Linked DNA regions of Mus musculus: regions 2 and 3 are each linked to region 1. A link is a contact called in public Micro-C and promoter capture Hi-C data. All regions are on one chromosome and are shown on one strand. Each heading gives the region's core, a stretch centred on a gene start, on an enhancer-like site or on the middle of the called end of the contact. The rest is flanking DNA. Distances are from core to core; before and after follow the strand shown.

What was found. Promoter capture Hi-C pulls out the DNA fragments that hold promoters and counts their contacts. Hi-C and Micro-C count contacts between places; a contact is called where the count stands out from the background.
Region 2: a Micro-C map of embryonic stem cells shows a contact between it and region 1, with 5 times the contacts expected there. The contact joins the promoter of Krit1 here to the promoter of Cdk14 in region 1. A contact is called at or near these places in 1 of 39 promoter capture datasets (cranial neural crest) and 1 of 484 Hi-C or Micro-C datasets (embryonic stem cells).
Region 3: a promoter capture Hi-C map of hippocampal neurons shows a contact between it and region 1, with 9 times the contacts expected there. The contact joins the promoter of Lrrd1 here to the promoter of Cdk14 in region 1. A contact is called at or near these places in 2 of 39 promoter capture datasets (cranial neural crest and hippocampal neurons).

Annotation. Positions count from the first base shown.
Region 1 is chr5:5,377,523-5,382,391 of GRCm38.p6, reverse strand. It overlaps Cdk14 (cyclin-dependent kinase 14), which reads left to right and starts at 2,141. Exons shown (of 15, transcript NM_011074.3): 1 at 2,141-2,357. The coding sequence starts at 2,267.
Region 2 is chr5:3,801,210-3,806,078 of GRCm38.p6, reverse strand. It overlaps Krit1 (KRIT1, ankyrin repeat containing), which reads right to left and starts at 2,914. Exons shown (of 17, transcript NM_030675.3): 1 at 2,596-2,914. It overlaps Ankib1 (ankyrin repeat and IBR domain containing 1), which reads left to right and starts at 2,955. Exons shown (of 20, transcript NM_001289527.1): 1 at 2,955-3,482.
Region 3 is chr5:3,842,490-3,847,358 of GRCm38.p6, reverse strand. Lrrd1 (leucine rich repeats and death domain containing 1) reads right to left here and starts at 2,186. Exons shown (of 6, transcript NM_172879.3): 1 at 1,913-2,186. It overlaps Krit1 (KRIT1, ankyrin repeat containing), which reads right to left. Exons shown (of 17, transcript NM_030675.3): 17 at 2,844-4,869.

The DNA.
Region 1 (4,869 bases), core at 892-3,391:
ACAGCACATGTACACAAAGGCTATCACACCCATGCACGTGCAGGTACATGCACAGCACATGTACACAAAGGCTATCACACCCATGCACGTGCAGGTACACGCACAGCACATGTACACAAAGGCTATCACACCCATGCACGTGTAGGTACACATACACAGCACATGTACACAAAGGCTATCACACCCATGCACGTGCAGGTACACGCACAGCACATGTACACAAAGGCTATCACACCCATGCACGTGTAGGTACACATACACAGCACATGTACACAAAGGCTATCACACCCATGCACGTGCAGGTACACGCACAGCACATGTACACAAAGGCTATCACACCCATGCACGTGCAGGTACACGCACAGCACACGTACACAAAGCATGCCGGCTGCAAACACTCACTACTGAGCCACGACACTGGGCCTGTGTCTCTCTGTACTCAGATCAGACATTTCTAAAGGAGACAGCAGTACAGCTGCAGATACATAGCGCTCTAAGGTTTTATCATTAGCTATTTTTTCAACTTTGTTGACTGGAAGAAGGCATCAGTGTTTGGATCTCTCTCCGTCTCTTTTTTCTCTTTGTCTCTATCTCTCTGTGTCTCTGTGTCTCACTCTGTCTCTGTTTCTCTCTCTGTGAGTTCAGTTGTAACTGCTAATTTTCTAATTAGTCTGACCAAGTGGTAAATGTCAATAAAACTTTTTTTCCTGCATGAAGCCACAGTTGGTGCTTTCTGTAATTACTGAGATATGGCTGTCAGGACCCAACATCCCTGCGTTTAAACTCTCTTGACTTTGCTATGGATTCCTGGCTCTCTCCTGTTAGGGGCTTGGCTTGACTAGCTAGCAGCTTTTTATCAGTGGCAATCTACCAAAACCCTGTAATGTGCTCAGCACAGGGCAGAACAAATCAGTGTTCTACCTCACAATTTAAGGAAGGCAGGGGGCTAGTTTTTGTTTTAAGATAAACATCTTTCGACAAAACACAAACTCCCCAAAACTTCCTTTAAACTAAACAGCATTGTCACACCCACAAAAGCTCCTATTACTTACCCAGCCAGATGACTCAAGATCACTAACGTTTCTTTCATAAGGACTTTGCTGGCCCATAATCAGTACACCAGGCCAACCCCCATCTTCCTTCACCCTCCCCTGGGAGACTGACGTTTGGAGCACCTCATTTATTAGAAAAAAAAAAAGACTGTTTTCTGCCGGAACTGTTTGTCCCGGGGCTTTTTAAAAAAGCCACTCTTAAGATCCTTTTCAAGTTCATTCACTGAAGTGGGGAAAGGAGGTGACAATAGGTTGTAAGTTTACCGATGACCAGAGTATCCTGCTGAGGAGTCACCCACAGTGACATTCCTGTCACCCAGAGACAGGGCTGAGGCAAAACGCAGGTGCCCTGACTTCTAGAAGTTCCGGGGTGGGGAGCATTTTCAGCTTTTGCACTGTACCCCAATAAAATGGGGCCTCTCCTGCCCTTTGGAGCACCCACTTTCCCTGCAAATTAAAACCAACCACCCCACGCCATAAAGTCTATCCTAAACCCGAATGCGTCCCCAAGGTCTTCGAGCACCTCGTCGGACACTCCCCAACATTTCCGGGTCGTGGGCCAACACGGACCGCACCGGGTGGACTGGCCCGCCTGCGGGCTGCGGTCCCGGAGCGCGCGGAAGGAGCGCGGCCGCGGCGGGCGGAGCGCGGGCGGCCGGGAGGGGGCGCCGCCCGGGCGCGGCGGGTCCGGGAGGGCGGCGGAGGCCTGGGAGTCGGAGTCGGATTCGGAGCCGGAGCGCGGCGCGGGGTCGCGCGGGGGTCCCGGGCGCCAGGCCTCCGGCGAGGGCAGTCGCAGGTCTCCGTGCAGCGCCGCCCCTCGGGCTGGGGAACTTGTCCCGCTCGCCCGGTCCGCAGCCGCCTGCGCCTCCTCGTCCGCGGACCCCCATCTCCGGCCGCGGCCGCGCGGCTCTTGCTTACAAAGGAGGGAAAATGCGGCGGGCGGCCGCGCAGCGCGGGGGCCCCCGGGCGGCGGGGATGGCGGCAGCCCCCGGCACCACGTAAGACGCCCCCGCGCGCCCAGCCTCGGCCCAGGCCCGAGCCCCGCAGCCTGGCGAGCGCTGCGCGTCGCCCGCGGCCCGCGAGGAGGCGGAGGCGGAGGAGCAGGACGAGGCGCCGCCTTCCCCGCGCCGCGCGCCCTCGCCCGCCGTTGTCTGCGCTGCGCTGCGCTGCGCTGGACCAGTTTCGCGAAGTTGCCGGGGCCCTACGCCGCCCAGATGTGCGACCTCATTGAACCGCAGCCGGCCGAGAAGATCGGCAAGATGAAGAAGTTGAGGAGAACTTTGTCCGAGAGTTTCAGCCGCATCGGTGAGTGTAGTCGACTGTCCCCAGTGTCCTGCGGGCGATCCCGGGGCTCGCTCCCTCAGTCCCCGCGCCCACTCCGTGCTCCGGGCACCAACCAGGCGGCTGCCACCTCGGGGTGAGCTGCGAACCAGGGATGAAGGAGAGGACTCCAGGCTAGGGCAGGGACCAGCTGGAGGGCCATCCCTCTGCCCCCAGGACCTGGGCTTCGTTCGTGGACTGTCTTAAGCCTCCAATTTGAGTTCCTCCTCCCCGCCAATAGTATCTTTGGCGCCCGCAGTGAACCGGAGAGGGAACACCCGGTCCCCACCGCCATCGGGTTTCTGTGGCCACCTAGGTTACTTAAAGCGAGTTGGTTTTAAGTGCTTAGCCAATAATTTAGCTTTGGGAATTGTTGAAACGTTGACATGTGCCTGATGTTGTTTAATGTACTCAACCTAGAGGAAGTGGGACAGATACCTTGGGACCTTTTGTTCCGTACTCCGGGTCCTATAATTGGAGGTTTGGGTGTTCGGTTTGTAGGTCTTGAAACCTTCCAGCTGCTGTGGTGAAGGGTGAGCTGTGAAGTTGTGGAGACATTTATGAATATGTCTCCTGAACTTGCTCCATTAGTGCAGTCCAGAGGCTATTGTCTTCTTTAAAAAAAAAATCAACCAACTTAACAGAGCATAAACACACAGCATTAACAAAACAAAACAAAACAAAACGCTCAAGGAATGTTTAGGATACTTAATGAATACATGCTATAGGCTGCAGCAAGATGACAGCTGTGTCCGGTGGAATGGGTTTGTTGAATCTTGAGTGTTGGTGGCAGAAAGTGCCTGTAAACCTGGAGGCATAGCTGCTACCTAAACTTTGGTCCTTAACTTTCTTTGATACAGGTAACTGTGCAAAGCAAGGGAATCCTATAAGCCCCAAGCCAACACATGGGAGTGTCCCAGCATACCTTCTGGCCTTTGGCTCACCTGTTATGTTAGTGAAAGTTAATTAATTAATCATAAGCTAATTCCTTAAAGCCCTGATGTGCCAGTGAGTGTCTGCAGTCTGAAGACAGTTTGCATGTATGGACAATGAACTATGAAAACATGGATAAATATTTAGTCAAGCTTATTATTATTATTATTATTATTATTATTATTATCAATTTTGTTTGACACTTTGCTTTTCCTGAGAACACTGTAAATCATGTGCAGAAGTCATATTAGTCGTGCCTTTACTTATTACATGCGTTGAATGTACACAGACTCATTTTTCTGAGTTAGGCCTGTGAGTGTGGAGTCCTACATTCAAGTGAAGTTTGAAGCCAAGAGGAGTGTGAGAGTGAGGTGTGGAGTCTGTGCATTATTAACAAGGATGTTTCAGGGCTGGACCCAAAACACCACCCAGGCGGGTTCTGGAGTCCATTAGGGCCTGTTCTAAAGCACATTAGCTAGATAGTTACTAATGCTAATGATTCCGTTGGAGCCCCTCCAGTTTTGTGTTAAATAATTCATTGCAGTTGAGTCTCAGTAAGAAACCAAGGGTAATAATATAAAAATCCTGTATGTTTAAATAATTTTAGGGTTTGATGGCCAATCAGTACTGTTTGGATTAACTGCAGTGTTGGCAGTAGATATTATAGTTAATTGGGCTTCCTGGATTCCTCGGCTTTAGTCGTGTGAGAGCTCCCTTCTGAGTCTAACGCTCCTCACCAATGCCTGGTATGATTATGTGGCCTTTATGTCCATTCTCTAGGAAACAGTACAGCTCAGTAAAGAAAGCTGATAATGTCTTTATTGAAAGAGGACTCAGAAGAGCAGATCTTACTGTGGTACATTGTGAAAGAAATTATTGACATTTTTAAGTGATTTTTGTTGTGTATGCACCAAACCCAGGATATTTATTAGAAAGAGCACTACTGAAAAAGTCATCTTCTATGTTTTCCCTCACACTCAGAGGCAGTGAACTCAGTTTGCTGACTGAAGGATGTTTTTGAGGACCGAGAGACAATGCAATGAGATTTTTCTATGGGTTCATATAGTTTATAAGCAAGGGATGTGGTCTGTGGGTTTTTTCCCCACTTGGTGAAATGATGACGCAGTGTCTTGTGTGGCATGCAATGAGGACTCAATAAATGTTTGCAACGTGTTGTCATTATTAGGGATCAGATCATACTGACATGATAGTGTTATAGGTAGAAAGGAAGAAGAGGAGAAGTGGCTACAGATTTGTAGTATAACATCCTAAAAACATGGTAAGCGTTGGAGTTGGACAGTTGTGAGCCTGGCCCTCTCTTTTCCTTGGCAACCAGTAATTCACTTAAATTCCTGCATCCTCACCTGCATAGAGTTGTATAATTGTGGAGATCAAATGAGACAGAATAACACTATCTGATACATCATCTATAACATGGTGAGGATCAGTTCCGATTTCTGTTTGTCCCTTCTTACCTACTTTTCTTCATTGAGTGGTCAAAGGATAAACAAACGACCCAACATCACCATGTATTCCATGACCCAGTCTAAGAGAGCCTTTGAAA
Region 2 (4,869 bases), core at 1,665-4,164, 1.6 Mb after region 1:
CACTTTATAGCTTTCAGCAAAAAAAAAAAAAAAAAAAAAATATTTGACTTAATCATTTGGATGACCTCAGCTAGGTTCTATAACCTTTGGAGATGCCCATTGTAGATTGAAACCAGTTGGTTAGTTGACAAAAGAAATCCTTTCTGTCTGTGTTATCAAACCTCTAGATAATCCAAAGTTGCTCTTTGAAATATATTCAATATATTGATGAATGTAATCCTCCCTACCCCCCAAAACTATTTCTAAGTCTTCACTGAGCAATTTTGGAAAAAATAACTGAATTTCAGCTGTATATGTGACTGCTGAATGTTCTCGTGGTCAGTGCAATTACTTCTTCACAGCTATACTAAAAAGGTTCTCTTGGATTGAATATGTTCATCTTTTTGGCCTTTAAAGGTTCTCTGAGTTATATGCCAGTAAGTCTCGAAAAGAACATCAACCATAGAGTTTCTTTTCTAGTTACATTTACATGAACTCTCTTCAATTTTTTAAAAGGTCCATTAGGCATTAAAATGTTTTTTTCATATTTAATGAGTCCCTTACTGCTTCAACTCCTAGGAGAGAAAAAAGAGAAAAAGAGCACTTTCAAGAAAGGGCTGAAAATGTTCCTTGAGAGGATATACATTTTTATTCTGTTTTCTGAGAGGCAACTGATGTCACTCTGACACCCTGACTCACTTTCCTAAAATTTAAAAATGCCTTATTTTTGAAAGTTTCATTAAAATGAAATTCTTTTTAAAATTCAATAACTTCTGGCATCTTAAATAAAATTTAGTCTAAAAGCTTAACAAGTATTATTTCACAAACATTTGTCTTAATAAAACGTTTTTTTAGTTACAAAGTTTTCACTGATTTTGTACCAAAGAAACTAAAGGTATTTCTTTTTTTCAATTATTTATTTAGTTATGTTACATCTCAACTAAGGTTTCCCCTCCCTCCTCTCCCCTAAGACTCTCCTTTTCTCTTCAGAAAAGGGGAGGGAGACATCCCAAGGCTATCAACCAGCCTTCAAGTCAAATTTCAGTAAGATTATGTGCATCTTCTCCTATTGAGCTGGAAGAGGCAGCCTAGTTAGGGGGAAGGGTCCCAAAGCCAGGCAACAGAGACAGGGACAGCCGAAACTAAAGGTCTTTCCTTGAAGACGTTTGAATGAAACATTAGGATGAAGACATTTCATCTTGTTTAAAGTTTTGAGGATAGTTCATGGAATTTTTTTTTAGATAAAAAAATTTTAATAAGAACATTCTAAAAATCCACTACATGCAAAAGAGCTGCCTATAGAAAAAAAAAGGCTTTTCTTAAAACTTCCTGTTTAGCAACTGCTTTTCATCTCAGATTAACACCGACTAAAACATAATAAACTATAAACAAGATATATACATATGTATGAAAGCCTTAAAAACTGCAAACCTCTTAAAAAGACACTGTATTATAGACACTGTACAAAGAACATGGCAACTATAGAAAATGATGCTTTCTATAAAGTACCTAAAGGAGAAACTAAGTAGTTAACTTTCTGCACAGAATTTAAAGTAAACCAATTCTTATCTCAATCAATTCATAAGAAAACGTCTATTAGCAAAGTGTTTCATTTGTGAATACTCATTATATATTTTAAATACTCATATTTTAAATATATAAAACAAACTTACTGCTAGCAACATATTCGCAAAAATTCTTTTTTTTTTTATTTTAAGTTTATTTTTAAAAAAGTATTTGTACTGGAGCACTTAAAATAGTCTTCCAATGACATAAAAGGAAACAAAGGTTGAAGCCAGGAAAACAACAAAAGCTACCAGCGATGAAGGTGAAGCTGGTGCAACTGAAACCGACAGGAAGAGAGAACTAGTCAAAAGAATAAAAATAAATAAAGCCATTGCTAATATGCTATATGGCTCACTGCACTGGAGAAATGCTCAGGCATGAATGATATGCTGCCTAAAAAATGAGGACTTATGTAAGTGGAGATGGTTCATAACTTGGAGGGCTGTCTGCGATTTTTTTAAAAAATATGCAGGGATATTGTTGATTTTCATTATGATTGACAAAGGAGAGGCATACAATTTTCACTTAGTGCCCACAGCAGGGGTAATTACTCCTTTGTGGGTCAGTGAGTTTGTTTACAATAAAGACACGCTAAGTTCCCTGAGAGAGCAGGACAGGAATGGAGCTGAAATCTTGAGGTCGGCCAACCACATCAAGGCTTCTGGTGAAGTTACAAAGACCGAGGGGAGGAGAGAGCAGAGAGTGCAAGCCAAAAGGAGACATAAAGGAAGAACTCGGATAGATGGGAGAAGACAGCTACAATCGATAAGCTGTCACTGTCCTGGCAATGACAACACTGCCTGGGAAGTCTTTCCCTTGGCACCACCCACCAGTGCTCCCCTACCGGGAAAAATGCAAAGCTGCTTTTGCTCCAAAAGTTCCCACCCAAGAGACGCCGGTGACTTTTCGGTACCGGCGTGTAAGAAACAACACGCCTTGATGCAGAGCCTCGTGGGCGAGCTTCGGTGCTCCTGCCGTTGGCTCCAGCCGGCGTCTGGCTCTTCTTGCCTTGCTTTCCTTGTTTCCGCCAAGGAAACGGGAAAGACTCACCCGGGCGGGCGGCGGATCCTCTCCCGAGCCGCTACATCCAAGTCAGTGGGTGGGGCGGCAGTCGAAGGATGGCGGAGCCAGCCCGTCACCGTTTTCTCATTCCTTCTGCCTATCTAGGAGGCCCACCCCAACTTCCTGTGGCAGGAAGCCCCTGGATTGTCACCAAAAGCCGCCCCGCGAGTTCGGGTCTCAGGGCACCTGTTCCCCACCGTCCTTCCTCTCCCTCGGCTCCAGGAACCCTTCAGCCTCTCCACCAGCTTCGGGCTCCCAAAGGCCTCAGCTCGCCATCCCACCGCTACCGGCGCCGGGCAATAACTTCCGGGGTTACGCCCCCAAGGCCGCTTCAGGTTTGCGGCTGAAAAAGCTTCCGGGTCGGCCCGCGGGGAGCCGCCGTTCGTGCCGGTCCGTGCCACTTCGCGCGGCGGCCGCAGCTGTCTGGGAGCGGGCGACCGTGAGCTCGCGGGGTTTGGCGGCAGCCGAGCCCGACGCTAGCTATAGCAAGGACGGGGGTCGGGGAAGGGAGGTCGGCCTCCGCGGCTGCGTGCGCACGCGGCACGACCATGCGCTGGACTTGAGCGAGCGGCGGAGGCAGGCGCCACCGCCCCCCTCCTCCATAGCCTGAGAGCGGCGGCGCGCAGCGGGAGAAGATGGGGGGCGCCCGCCCAGTGTGAGCTCGCCGGGCGCGTCGGGCTCGCGCAGCGCTTCCCGCGGGCCTCCAGCGCGCATCCTCCGGCTCCCGCAGCCGCCGCCGCCGGCGGGTGGGTGGGGCGCCGAGTGGACCCGAGAGGTCACCCGCTCGGCGCGAGAGCCAGGTGGCCGCGACAGAGGAAGACCTGCAGATCTGGGGGGAATCGACGCGAGCCCGGTCCCGGCCGGGAGAAGTAACCGTAAGTTTCTGCTTCGCGGCTCGGCTCTGGCCGAGGCAGTCTCGAGCCTGCCTAGTTCACGCCCTTCCGCGTCTCTTGCGAGGGTTGCCCTGTCACCCCTTCTCTCCCCGTCCCCGAAGGAGCACAGCATCCTGTCTGCCCTACGGGGTTTCTCGCGCTCGCGAATTTGCAAGCCTCCCGGTTTCCGCGGCGCGTCCCATCCTCCACACACGTCTACATAGCCTTGTCCCTCTGTCCTCAAAAGATTCGTGCCCTCCTTCATTTTCTGTAGAACCCCGGACCTCACAGTCTCCGCAACCCTTGTTGGGACCTGGAAAGCCTTGGATTCCACTAACTCCGTGGACCTGAAATAGTGAGGAGCGACTAGGTTAAAAGTGCTCTGTAGGACTGTCATGGGTGGGGATAGGTGCAGATGGCACCACTGAACCTTTATTTGTGTTGCTTTTGCCACCCAAACAAAAGAATGAACGCTCCTCTGTACCCTCATTCCTCTACGTATGTGTGAACTGTTCGTACATTGATGTTTGAGTCGGAGGTAATTGAAGCTACAGCTGTAATGAAGCAGGTCTTGAAGAGTTTTTATTCTCACAAGCGTCATTCTTATGGAACGGCATGTTGAAAAATCTTTGGATTGAAAGACCCATTCAGGTTTACTAGTAAATGTGAAGACCAAATGTGAAAACATCTGGAGTTTTAGATAGTGTACTTTGGATGCTGTTAATTTCTTACTGTTTTGATTACTGTTTGACTAGGCTGTTTCTCGTTAAATTTTAGTTTGCATTTTTAGGTTGCTTTTGCAGAACTTTCCAGAAATTAGATTAAAATATAATTTTAATACTGTCAGTGATTAGACAGCTGTCAATGCATTAACTACTTTTTAAGGTACTATTAGAAAGCAAATGATAATTCTAAAAATAATGTTACTCTGTACGGTGTAGGTTCTGTTAATATTCTGTAAACTAAGGTAGTATGGTAACATTGGTGATTTTTTTTTCTTGGAAATTATTTCTTTAGGAACAATAAATATGTTTAGTCACCCCAGCAAGCCGTTTAGCAGTTTATCTTGGGCTGTAACTTTACACTTCACAGTTTAGTTTGAAGCAGACGCAGAAGATGTAGCTCCCACAGTCTGTCTGGAAATGGACTTTCCTTGGCACAGAAGCCCAGCACTGTGCAGACTTGAGGGCATTGTTGAAGGTGTAAAATCAGCTTCTGATGAAGAAGCTCTAAGGGTTTTCCTCAGGGAATGGCTAGCTGCATGGAACAATCTTTTTTGAAAATTCCACTAGTTTCTTTTATCTTTGGGACAAAGAGGAAAGATAGGAACAACATTTCCTACTTAATTTATTTGTTTTCTCAAAGCTCTGAGAATCTTGAGTTTATGCTA
Region 3 (4,869 bases), core at 937-3,436, 1.5 Mb after region 1:
ACAAATTCCGAAATCTTTCGTGTCTGCTCTTTAATTGGTTATGTGATCCATGTAGCCCTGTGGATGCTGAGAGATAGGGATGGAGTTTATTTCTCATAGCCTAGCCAAAGGCACCCAACAACTCAGTGGATGGTGCACTCGCCAGTGCTTTCTGCTTGGAATAAGAGCATCTGGAAGTGCTTCCTGCGAGTCCTGTTTCCGTCTATTAATAACACATCTTAATTATTACAACCTTCCAATAAACCTTGTGTCTGATAGGGCAAGTGTGCTCACTCCAACTTTCCTTTCAAAGTGACGGTGATTATTCTCAGGCCTTGACGTTTCCACATGCGTTTTAAAATCAGTGTGTCATGTCTCACAAAACTTCTTGCTTGGATCTCAGTGAGAGTTGACCATATGGGGTTTAAGGCCAGAGTTCAAGAAGTCAGGTGTTTGGTTATCTTTATGCAGAAAAGCTCATCTTCTTTGTGATTTAAATATAATATGAAGATCTACTGGTTTATTTTAAGACTGGAGTTTTCTGTAGCCCAGACTGATGTGAACCCCGGAGCTCTCCTTTCTTAACCCCCTGCCTGGGCAGCTGGGCTTACAGCTTGTATCATCAGATCCCACTTTAATTGGAACCAATTAAAAGTGCTATTATGTATTATGGTATTATGTATGTTTACATTGTGGCACACAGAGAGTTTTTAAGAGCCAAAGCTTTTTAAAAAAACGAGGACTGTAGTGTTTCAGAGTGAGGATAAGTGAGCCCGAGACCAAAGCTTCCTTTCCACTGTCCAAGTTCACATGTCCAAGACTGAATCCATGACTGTGGCCTGGAACTCCAAGAATGCTTTTTCAATCCACATGCATGGTTGAGCCTAAGCCTGAGGTAGCATCTGCCTCCCCTAAATCACAAATGCTATGGACGCTGTAGTATAGAGCAGTGGTCTCACCCTTCCTACTGAGACGCTTTACTATATACAGTTCCTCACGTTGGGGTGATCCCAACTATAAAATTATTTTTGAGGCTACTCATAACTGCAATTTTGCTACTGTTATGAACTGAAATGTAAAAGACTGTTTTCCAATGATCTTAGGTGATCTCTGTAAAAGGTTCATTTGACCCCTAAAGAGATCCCAACACAAAGGCTAAGAATCACTGGTATAGAGGGATAGGACACCCCAAAGGAAAATTAGGTACTGGAAAAGCAAGTATGATGTCTTATACAGCTTCTTAGAAGTAATAGTTGGTGATATTACATGCCTTCTCCCCACAGGGAGAAAGAGATAACATCAAGACCTTAATATATGGTATTTTCCAATATGGTAAACACTAACAACATGTATCTTTTCCAATGAAAAATAAGTGAAATTACAAGGCAGCTCCCTAGTCATAGCCGTATGTATTTCCGGTGACTACGTTACTGAGTAGTGTAGACTGTTAACATCTTCATGGTAGTGAACCAGTGAACTTATTTGAAAACAGGTATCTGAAAAACAAGCTTTACCAGCCTAGCCCTCAAAGTATTCCACTGCCGGAGTTGCTATCAATTACCCAGTGAGATGGCTTGACTGCGAAAGGCGTTTGCTGCCAAGGCTGACAACAGGAGTTTGATGTCTGGGACCCACACGGTGGAAGCAGAAGGTCAAAGAGGACTCCAACAACTTGTCCTCTGACCTCCATATGTGAGTCCTCTTTCCCCGTGCACCCCTTCCCGCGCGCACATGTACTCTGTCCCACAAATGTTGTAAAGGCTGAAATATATAAATAACACTCTAAAAAATGTTTTTGAGAAAAATCTCCGTTCTCATGAGCATTAAGTTCTATTTAAAAACACATTGCCAATTAGATAAGCAAAAACGAAATCAAACTATTTTTTTTTTAAACAAGTATTAGTAGAGTTGAGGATACACGGTAATTTGTTACCTATCTGAACGATGTGGCCATCCAGGTAACTACAAGACTTTTTCAATGCTTCGACCGGTGTAGGGAGAAGAACGCTGAGCGGAGGCTAAAGCAGCCTGGGACAGAATGCAAATGCTAGAAGCGGTGGGCTGGGAGCATGAAGGGAGGGGGATGCGCACCTCTACAGTTGTTGCGAGATGCCCGAGATGCGGGATGCGGAGGCGGGAAAAGAACCTAGCCTGGGCTTAGCAGTCCTTAGATCAGTCCCGTGGAGCCTCTCTGTGGCTCTCCGAAGTGGGCAGGGGGCACGCCCGCGCGCGAATGTCTGTGATTGTGGCGATGGTGGTTGCGCAGGCTCCGTTGTGTCCCGCCTCCCTCTGGCGTTTATGAGCTGGCTTTGGTCGCAAGGGTTGCTTTAGGTGAGCCCTGCTGTCATTCAGCTGCCCAGCAGCCTTCTCTGGCCAGCTGTGGGGCAGTTTGCTGGTTGACTGTCCTCTCCTTAGGAGATCTTGCAGCCTAGCGATTTAGGTAATTTGAGGTGAGCGGCAGGACAGCACACACTTATCTAATAGTTTTCTTTGACTAGACATTAAGTAAATTTGGGTACTTACACATTTCTATTAAGCCCTCCCCCCCCTTAAAAAAGTTTTCAAACTTGTACAAAAACTACTTCTTTTTTAAAAATGTGTTTAAAATTTATGTATAGACTCTGATCCAACTGAATTTTGTCACATGCTATTTCAACCATCAGAGAATATTCTTCCCTTTCCCCCACATTCTTTACATTTCTCCTTTATGTTCCCATGTTTATCCACACCCATCCTTTCATCCAGTAACCGCTATATACCGTCTGCCCTGTGGTTTTATCTTTTCCAGAATGTTCCCTAAAAGGAATGCTAACCTTCTGAGTCTGGCTTATTTCAGTGAACTGGAACTTCATATTCGTGGTCATATTCATATAATGTTCATCAATTGTTTATTGTTGAGTAGCATCCTATTGCATATATGGATATACTTGTCTGCTCACTCATCAACTGAAGAAATTTGGGCAGTTATGAGTAAATACAGTTCACAGTGAAAATGTATCCTTTGAGAAACCCCGTAGAGAGTATACTTCAATCCAATGAAAGCTACATATGACTCATAGTCAATAAAATGCTCAATGGAGAAAAACGTGAGGCAATTCTATTAAAATCAGGGACAATATGAGGCTGGCCATTCTCTACTTCTATTTAAAATAGTGTTCAAGGTACAGCAACATGACAAAGAGAAGGAAATAAAAAAGATAGGACTGGGAAACAAGTCAAGTATCGCTGTCAGTTGGTGATACAATACTACACACAAGAAACCCTAACATATCATCAGGAAACTAGAGCTGATCTAGACTTTCAGCAAAGCAGCAGTATACAAGATTAACATAAAAATCCACTGCATACCAATGGCACACTTAGAGAAATCAGGGAATTGACAACAGTAAACAAACAATCCCAAAACCCATAGGTTCAAAGAAAACAAAGACTGAAAGACATCCCATGCTAATGGATAAGACTTAAAGTTGTGAAAGAAACTATCCTAATAAAAGCAATAGACAGGACCAATGCTATTCCAATCAAAATTCTCATGCCATACTCACAGAAACTGAAAAACAAAAATCTTAACATTGATATAGAAGTACAAAGATCACAGATATCCAAAGCAGTCCTAGGCAAACATAATACAGAAGGCATTACCATACCCAGTGTCTTAGTTATTGTTCTACTACAGTGAAGAGATACCATGATCAAGGCAACTTATGAAAGAAAGCATTAACTGGGGGCTTGCTAACAGTTACAGGGTGTTAGTCTACGACCACTGTGGTAGGAAACAGCAACAGGTGGTCAGACATGGCCACTAGCATGTGCTTACATGATATGTAAGCTGAGAACCTTCCATCTGATTCATTAGCAGGAGGCAGAGAGGGGACTGGGCCTCATACACCTCCTCCAACAAGGATTTATCTCCTAATTCTTCCCAAACAGCCTTACCAACTGGGAATCAAACATTCAAACTTGTGAGTCAAAGGGGCTATTTTCATTCAAACCACCACATCTGGTTTCAAGATATACTGCAGTCACATTAATACAAAATGGCATGGTGCTAGGTGATGGTGACACCTATCTTTAATCCTAGCAGAAAAAGGAAGCTCTCTGAGTTCGAGGCCAGTCTGAGTTCTAGGACATAGAGAAACCCTGTCTTGAAAACCCACACTAAACAAAAGCAAAACCAAAAAAAATTGTGATACTGGCATAAAAATGCATTTAAATCAGCGAAAGAGAAGACCCAGACATAAGTCACGCCATTACAGCCACTTAATTTTTAAAAAAGAAAACGGCATCTTCAATGAATGGCGTTGGGAAAACTGATGTCTACATGCATTAGACGGAAGTGACTTCACTATTTCTAACCCTGCACAAAAAACCCAGCTTCATATTGACTGAAGAATGCCACAGACAATCTGAAACTAGGAAAAAAAGTAGGGACTCTGTACACGATAGAGCTATAGATAAGGACTTTCCTCAGTGGGGCTCTGGTTGCTCAGGGTATATGGCCAACGACTGAAGAAAAAAGTGAGAGCTTCTGTACAGCAGAGGAAGTGATCAATCAAGGGAAGACGTAGCCTCCAGGCTAGGAGATGAGAGCAAGTCTTTGCTAGATCTATGTCCAACATGATTGCTATTAAGTATTCAACTCAAAAAACAAAACACCAAGAAAACAAGTAGCTCAATTAAAAATGAGTCATAGATCTGAACAGAGAGAGATTTCTCAAAAGAAAAAATATGTATGGCTGCTAAACACGTTAACAAGTTCCACATCGATAGATATATGAACATTTTCAGAATCCAAAAGGGTTACAAGTTATTGTAAATCAATGTTTTCCCTTCCCATCTGGGCAATCATGTCAAATGTGCTATGTAGCTAGGTTAGCATTTTAGATTAAC